Linked DNA regions of Pan troglodytes: region 1 is linked to region 2. A link is a contact called in public Hi-C data. All regions are on one chromosome and are shown on one strand. Each heading gives the region's core, a stretch centred on a gene start, on an enhancer-like site or on the middle of the called end of the contact. The rest is flanking DNA. Distances are from core to core; before and after follow the strand shown.

Region 1 (4,082 bases), core at 1,495-3,994, 110 kb before region 2:
TCAACTTTTTCCAAATTTATTGTTTAAACTGCACTGCCCCTCTAGCATTTCCTGCCAAGTCCTGAACATTCATTGGGTGGGGGGTCCTCCGAAGGAAGGTAACCCTGAACTTGGCATCTGGTCCTCCTCCTGTTCGAGGTTGCACAACTTAGCTTCTTCAGACTTATAAATACTACTTAGCATTTAGTGTCTTACTACAATTCATTCATTTCATGAAAAGGAAAGTTTGAATTTTAAAATGAATTCCCCACAGAGAGAAGGCTTCAGCTTACTGAAGAACCTGGGGAAGTTGTCTATCACGTGCTGGCCATCTGACAGGCGTTCTTGAATTAGATGATGTGGAGAGCCGTTGTCGCAAGATGTGCTCGCTCTCCTGGAAAGGGACCAAAATGGGAAGACAAATGATGGGTCCCTTTCTCCCTGCTCCTTCATCATAGAATTTATATTTTTCCATTCCATTCCTTAGATATATGGCTTATGTCTCAGTTTGTAGAGTTATTTTCTTAAAATAATGTCAAGTTTTTAACAGAAATCCTGTTTTTGAGATAGTGTCGTGCTCACAGACTTAGCAAGCAAAACTCGTTTGTCATATCCTAAGGAATGAGGATAAACAACTGATGAGATTCTGTTACCCTGTAGTCCTTTGTGAAAAAGTTGTTAAATTCTAACCCATTTCCAGGTTTGTATACAAAGCTGAATTATCTATGGCAGGATGTGAATAATATATGCCCTTACTCTTTTGTTTTTGGAGGGACTTACATCTCTCCAAAGACCCAGGTTGAAGTTAACAGGAAATCCAGTGTTAGGACCCAGTCATGGGTTCACAAAAGTAGTTGTTGATCAACAACTGAAATGTCCAGCACCAAGCAACCAAAACACATCACAAGTTATTCATGGACAGTTTGAGGCCTGTGGCTAAACAGTTGGCCAAATGACAAGGCTTTAAATCACCCCGGAAGTTGTCCTCTTAGCCTAAGTAGGTCATCTGCCATTTTTTCTCTGCCAAGCCAGGCTTTGCAGTTTTGAGTATTTCTTATAGGAACATTTTAAACTAGAAACCTTGGATCTTATTCCAAGAATGACCTCAAATTATACTCTAAGAAGAAAAGCGATCAGAAATATTCATATCATCTGAGTTTAGTGACATTTGAATAAACGTTTGAAAAATATTGAAAGCTTCCATCTTTATATATATAATGTGTTTCCTCAATACAAGTAAAATTCCATGTTTCCTTGATTCTAAGCGTATCTTCACTTTTAACCCATGAAACAGATCTACATCTTACAATGGATATTTAGTGTTTTTGCCCTTGAAATAAGTTGATACATCAGTAACCAACAGTGTCTTAGGATGGAGGGAGTGCAGTTGTGCTGTGGAGAAGGCATTGCCAGACCTCAGGAAAGACAGGAACCCTGGCAGTTCCAGGGCTAGCCGCTCTCCCCTCGGATTCAGGGCTTTGCTCTCTCAGAAACTGGTTTCTCAGCCCTGCTTCTGTGAGCATATCTCAGTTCTCCCCCAGCTTGCTGTCTGTGTGGTTACCTTGCACGTAGCCTGATGTGGCCCACACCCCAGTTTAGCTCTAGCACCATAGCTCACTGCCCACTGCCAGCTTTTCTTTTTGCCTCTTTAGACATGTTATAAAAAAAATTATATATATATATATATATATATATATTGAGATAGGGTCTCCCTCTGTTACCCAGGCTGGATTTCGGCTCACTGCAGCCTTGACCTCCTGTGCTCAAGCGATCCTCTAGCTTCAGCATCCCGAGTAGCGAGGAACACAGGCACATGCCGCCATGCCCAGCTGTATTTTTTTGTAGAGACGGGGTCCTCCTGTATTGCCCAGGCTGGTCTCAAACTCCTGGGCTCAAAGGATTCTCCTGCCTCAGCCTCACAAAATGCTGGGATTACAGGCATGAGCCACCATGCCCAGACTGACATATTCTTGACAGAATTGGATCAACTCACTTTTCAAACCAGCCATCCAGGTCACACAGCCTGTATATATGTCAGCTGACCTTGAAACTTGGTCTAGCACAAGCCCTCGATGTGAGAGGCACTCTCTTTCACTAATAGATGAACCAGATTTCAGTTTTAAAAGCCCAGTGAGTAGCAGAATTCCCCTGAGGCTGAGTTACAAATCAAATGCCTTCTCCTTATGAGTTGCCTGTGAATTGTTAAATATGCCTAGTGATGATGTGCGTGGCTCCTGTTGGAATCCCAAATTTTCAGGGGCTTTTAACAGTCATGGTCTTAGATTTCCTTTTTGAAAATGTCAAGGTATAGATTTCAGTCTTTACACAATATTAGTTGGTGGGCTTGTTGAATTGGGGCCTTATATATAGCCACTGCAGTTAGAGGAAATACTGCTAGGGACAGGGCCACCTTTTGTGAGAGAAACGCCTAAAAGACTTGTCCTCCATCCCTCCCTCAAACCCTATGCACTGAGACATTTTGCACTGTGGCGTCAGCTGCTGTGCATAACTTCCGGACACCTTCTGCTCACACGCTGTCTATTCTGATGCCTGGGTGCCAGGCCAGCCTTTCGCGCTTGTTTTCTTGCACCTGACAAGCTGGTGCCGTGCTGCAGGGCTCCTTTCCCATAGCCCTCTCTGTTTCTGGCGTAAGACTGGGCCCATCCTGACACATTGTATTGCACCAAGCACCACTCTCTCTGTCTAAGGCACAGCCACCCAGCCGGGATGCCCGGCCCACTTGCCGTGTGTGACACCACCCATATGGCCGCATTCCGGGCCGCAGGATGCACCTGTGCTCATGTGCGCGTTCCCGGGAACTGTCCTGTTCTCTCCTGAGAATCAGCAGTTTTGCTCCCCTCCTCCCCCAAGGGCAACCTGCTGATTTACTGATGACTAAATTGCCATTACAAGCTTGACTGCTGAAATAAAGCTTAGAGTAAAGCTGCATTTTCACTGAAGCATTTATTATGCAAAATAGGAAGGCTTTAGCATGCCAGTATAAATTAAAACAGTAGAAAAAAAGCAGAGCAGAGAGCGTTTTCCATCCATGGCCTGTGCCCTGTAATGACGCAGCAGTATCCTAGTACATTGACGGGTTTTTCCTGTCCTGCCACCGTCCGCTGGGCAGTTATAGGTCCCATGTGTTGGGTCTTCCTGCGAGGCCTTCACAAAGATGATTTTGTCATTCGCTGAAAGCGTGAAGTGAATCAACGGCCTCCTCTTGCTCCGCAGCACTTTAGTCACACTGTGTAACCACACTGTTTTTTATGCCACTTTGTGCACAGCTCATCAAGGTCAGTCTGTTCATCTTCTGGCCCCTGTAGCACATGGTACAGTTCAATGGTGCGGCACAGAGGCCTGAGGCAGGGAGGCTCCTGCTGCCCTCGCAGGCCCTGGCTGACCCTCCCCTGCCCGCCCACCTTCCCATGCCCCTGCAGCTCCCTGGTTGCACCTGGCCTAGGCTCCTTTCCATCTGCCCCTCTGCCCGGCCCTCTCACCAGGGAGGCACAACATGGCCCAGTACAGTTACCTTGAAAGGAGGTGAAGGTGACAACAGAAGCCAAATTTACAGCAGGAGTGAAGCCACTCAGACACAGAATGATACAGACATTAGGGCATGTGCTAGCATCTGCACTTTCTCTGGGGACTTTACAAAACAGACTCAACAACTCAGCTGTGAGAGGCAGTGTGCCCGCCTCCCAGGGAGAACGAGGAACCGCCAGGAGACAGGTCTACCTGCACCACCGGCAAACCAGAGGGCCCAAGGCCAGGGCCGTAAGCCCTGGGGGTACACTCCCTTAAAGAGTGCAGGGACAACAGTGTGTGTGTGAAGGTTTGGAGCTAAATATAACCAAAGCATCCTGTACATAAAGGGGAATACTTCAGTGGCTGAGAAGAGTGAACCGGGTTGTAAATGCTTCATCCTGTGTCTCATAATCTGGGCGTCTGCAGGTCTGGCCTTTGAGTGGTGAAATCCCCTGGCTGTTAGCGAGGGGGCAGGGCCTGCATGTGAAGGGCGTCGTAGGTGTCCTTGGTGGCTGTACTGAGACCCTGGCATGAAAGCAAATCAAAAAACAAACAGTGGGTCAGTAGCCTGTGTG
Region 2 (4,232 bases), core at 422-2,921:
ACTACTCAAGTTCGGCCAAAGAGGGCACCCCATTCCCAGACACAGTGATTATTCGGGAATGGCTAGGGCCCAGCTAGGAAGGACACATCCTCTTGGCGGTAAGATTGCTGGCTGCAATGAAAACTAACACGGCAGAAAGAGGAGCCAGGAAATGAAAGCCAAGTTCTGAATAATATAAGATCAATGAACTCTTTTTGTTTAAACAATTTTGACTTGGGTTTCTTGTCACTAGCAACAGAGTCCCAATGCAGACCATTATTTGGTGGCCTGCTTATATTGATCTGATGAAATATTCTGCAGCCATTCTCAGCCATCCTTGTGAATGGCTTCTAGGAACACAGTTGTTTATGATAAAGTGAAAGAAGCATGATACACATTCATTAAACAGCAAGATCTTGACTATGTTTAAACATCACTCCCAAGAAAACACACCTAAAATATTAGCAACCATGCTGGTTGGTGGTTATAAATTTCAAACTTTTTATTCTCCACATTTCCTATACAAATGTCTTACAATAAATCTTAAAGAAAAAACTGAAAAATTTACATTTTATTGATTTGTACCCCCCTTAATTCCAAAAGGAATTATAATTAAATTATAATTGTCTTCTCTAATGAAAATTTATAGAACACTTGTTTTGAAGTGACAGTTTGGAATTCCCCTAGGAAACACTGACCAACCAGCATTACACAAATTAGAGCATTATTTCCTCAGTACTAAAACTGAAAAACATGCTCCCTTAAAAGAAAGTAGTCTCCTTTTCAATTACTTTGTGATCTTCAGTCTAACTACTACTAAGAAGGGAACATCACACTAGCAACCTCCTCAGAATATCTGATGCATTTATTTCATTGAACTTCGTCACATTTCATAAAGATTTTTCTCCACTCCCCCACATACCTGTCAAGGACTTTAAACCTGGACTAGAAGACAGAATAAACTATGATTATTGGCCATGGTTGGTAAAGACAAATGGCCTTGGCCAGCTGAGTGCAGAAGGATGGTCAAGATAGCATCTGCCAAACGCAGCTGTCTGGACTCTGTAGCTTCAGGCTCCTGAGCTACTCCCTCTTTCCACATTTTTTTTTTTTTTTTTTTTTTTTTTTTTTTGAGACGGAGTCTCGCTCCATCGCCCAGGCTGGAGTGCAGTGGCGCGGTCTCAGCTCACTGCAAGCTCCGCCTCCCAGGTTCACGCCATTCTCCTGCCTCAGCCTTCCAAGTAGCTGGGACTACAGGCACCTGCCACCACGCCCAGCTAATTTTTTGTATTTTTAGTAGAGACGGGGTTTCACCGTGTTTGTCAGGATGGTCTCGATCTCCTAATCTCGTGATCCACCTGCCTCGGCCTCCCAAGGTGCTGGGATTACAGGTGTGAGCCACCGCGCTCGGCCCCTCTTTACACTTTTATCAGGGCCTGTCCTGCTCTCTGCACCAAGGCTGACTCCCCCTCCCCACCCCAGTCTAAGACACTCATCTCCTAGCTGTTTGAGCCCAGAGATCTGTTCTCCTTCTGCAGCAGGTGGGGTGCAAGGGGACCAGAAGCCTGATGTAGAAGCACATAGTGTGGAGGGAATGATAAACCCAGGAAAACCTAGCAGCAGCAGCAGCAGCAGCAAATCAGGCCTCTGCTTCTCCTCTTGCCCCTGCTGAGCTGCATTTACTCCAGCTCCTAACCCAGGGCATTATTCCTAGGGGCTTGATTTGGCTGTGTAAGAAACCCAAACTTGCACAAAGAGTAGTCCACAGTGCCCCCTAGTGGCTAACTGGAATATTAACAGTGACATATTCTGGCACATTCAATTATAAAAGAATCTGCAGCGCCTGCTGTGAAACACTGGTTGACTTTACTCTCTCTGATAACTAGATCTTACCTGAATGTCGATATGTATTTATGTGGTTCCAAATGCTGGAGAAAAAACTCACTAAGTGGGTAAAGGGACAAAACCAAATAGCTGCCCTCAACCTAATTCTAACACAAGGTACACTGGCAACCAAATCCCTGAGGCAGAACCTTTGACAAAGGCTAGATCTGGCCATGCCCAGAATTTTAGGACATAATGAGCTTTTTGCCAATTAGAAAGAGTGGTATTATTCACTTCAAGTTTTGAAACAGCCAGTGACTGATTTAGGAACATGCTATTTCGACAGTAGACAATAAAACAAAGTGTAATAAATATTAATGTCTATGTTTAAGAAAACGAATCCAACACATTTCATTAAAATAATTCTTTTAATTATTGATGCTTTGAATAAGAAGTCCATTTTACTAAATTTAGTATAAATTATTTTTCTTAAACAGAACCTGTTTGCTGGATCTCAGTTAAGTTCACTTTGCAGTTTTCAGACACAATGACTCATATTCAACTTTTCTCTTTAAGGATTCAGTGGCTTGATTCCTGACATTTCCTCTTTAAGAGGAATCTTATGTCATCTTCTGAAATCATGTATATGGGTAATAATATTACTGTCTTCTCTTCTGAAGATGTGATTCTTTTAATGCCATGTTCTCTTCCCTCTGGTGACCTGACTTAGATTGTAGCAGCACTAGAAGCTATTAAGAGATTTGGGGCAGTTGAGGAAGCCTTAGGTAATTGTTAAGAGTAGCAGTATTTTTAAAAAGCTGTGGAGAGTGGTTTGGGAGGGGATTTTGTCCCTGGCTGAAGCTGGTCCATGCCTGGGTAAACTTTACTTATAAAAGAATACCAGGAACACACAAAATATTCTTCTCCTCTTTCTTTTGCAATCCAGTTTTGGGGCCAAAAAATAATCTGTGTGCACATGTGTTTTGATAATACTGTCTCGACTTAGGTGGGGAAATTAAATTCAGGAGTTTTATGACTTTCTTTTGTTCTGAGTATCACTTTAGAGTATAAAAAGTTTTTCAAAAGTTCTTTATCAGAAATAGTTTCACCCTATGTTGAATTAACAATACCCAGGATTGTGAGACATAAATCAACATGAGTAGGAAGCTCCATTTGAGTTTCATCATTGTTTGTCTATCTTGGCAAGATTTATTCAGAAGCACCATAATGGGAGCCAATCCTTTCGCACCAGGCTTAGGCAGCTCAGGAGGCAGCTGTGGTGAGTGATGCACTCTACCAAGCACAGTGGCTTCTAGGAATAAAGAACACATACTCAACTACCTTCAAATGCCAATGGGCAATTTAAAACTGGTACTCATTCCTCTTCAAGAGCACCACTGGAAACATCTTTGGAATTGATGGGACAAAACTTATTTGATTATAGTGAAGGATATTTCTCTATGAAAATGGCTTCAAAATAGGAAAAAAGTAGCTACCACATCTTCCAGGAAATGCAATAACAGGTCAACTCTATTGGTAAACAAGCAAGTAAACAAGCAAGCAAATAAACCAGCATGTGACAGAAAACTGGCTAATATTCTGGGACGCTTTCCAGAGAAACATTAAGCCTTTTAAGTGTGTATGAGCCACTTTAAGAAACTTCGTAAGTGTTGCTAAATTCACCACAGTCTGCTTCACCTAGAAAAGGGAACAGAGAAGAATTATTTTGTTAAACTGGGTTAACAAATCTTAAAAATTAATTCATTCTAGGAAAGGACTAGATAAAATTTCTGATCTAAATTAAGATTTTCAGTTCATTTCAACCACTAGAATATACTAAATAACCACTTGGGTTTGTTAAAATGCAGATTCCTGAGTTTCAGTTTCAATAGGTTGAGGGTGGGGCCTAGGAATCCTCATTTTAGCAACAACCCTCCTCTCCAAGTATGATTCTGACACACTTCGATAAACGCTACTAGGATGTAGCAAGAAGCAGGCCACTGCCGTGGCTGCTGTTGTTATCTCATTTAAGAATATCTGAAGGCTTAAAAGACAAAAATAGTTGAGAACAGAAGGGGTCCTGAACATCAGGGCAGAAGAGCAGTGATTAGCCATTGCCCAGTGATAGTGACCACAGCTGGAGGTGAACTTTCCCCCTTTCTGCTGCCACCAACCAGGGAATCCATCTCTAGGTATCAAGACTGGGCAAGTCTGTAATCCATGACCTTTTGTTACCTGTGTGTTTGCTAGGAAATATCTGGATGTGCGCCAGAGGAGATAAAATGAGGCTTAGCACAAACATGCTGCTGCCCAGACTTAACAGTGGTCAAAAGCAATGCTTATGCTTATAAGAACTGCTTGTTGGCCGGGCGCGGTGGCTCACACCTGTAATCCCAGCATTTTGGGAGGCCGAGGCGGGCAGATCACGA

Evidence for each region. A called contact is a pair of places that touch in the nucleus more often than the background predicts.
Region 1: a Hi-C map of induced pluripotent stem cells shows a contact between it and region 2, with 2.4 times the contacts expected there. The contact joins two enhancer-like sites.

The regions. Positions count from the first base shown.
Region 1 is chr1:81,677,848-81,681,929 of NHGRI_mPanTro3-v2.0_pri, reverse strand. It overlaps CD247 (CD247 molecule), which reads right to left. Exons shown (of 9, transcript XM_054673005.2): 9 at 2,925-4,032. The coding sequence ends at 3,967. Among named protein-coding and RNA genes, the nearest start is that of CD247, 89 kb to the right of the region's middle. Within about 2 kb of position 2,744, at least 6 of the 24 cell types and tissues checked have an H3K27ac peak or open chromatin away from gene starts, as enhancers often do. A contact at or near this core is called in induced pluripotent stem cells, where this site is marked.
Region 2 is chr1:81,566,895-81,571,126 of NHGRI_mPanTro3-v2.0_pri, reverse strand. CREG1 (cellular repressor of E1A stimulated genes 1) reads right to left here. Exons shown (of 4, transcript XM_009437443.5): 4 at 2,213-3,501. The coding sequence ends at 3,498. Among named protein-coding and RNA genes, the nearest start is that of CREG1, 13 kb to the right of the region's middle. Within about 2 kb of position 1,671, at least 2 of the 24 cell types and tissues checked have an H3K27ac peak or open chromatin away from gene starts, as enhancers often do. A contact at or near this core is called in induced pluripotent stem cells, where this site is marked.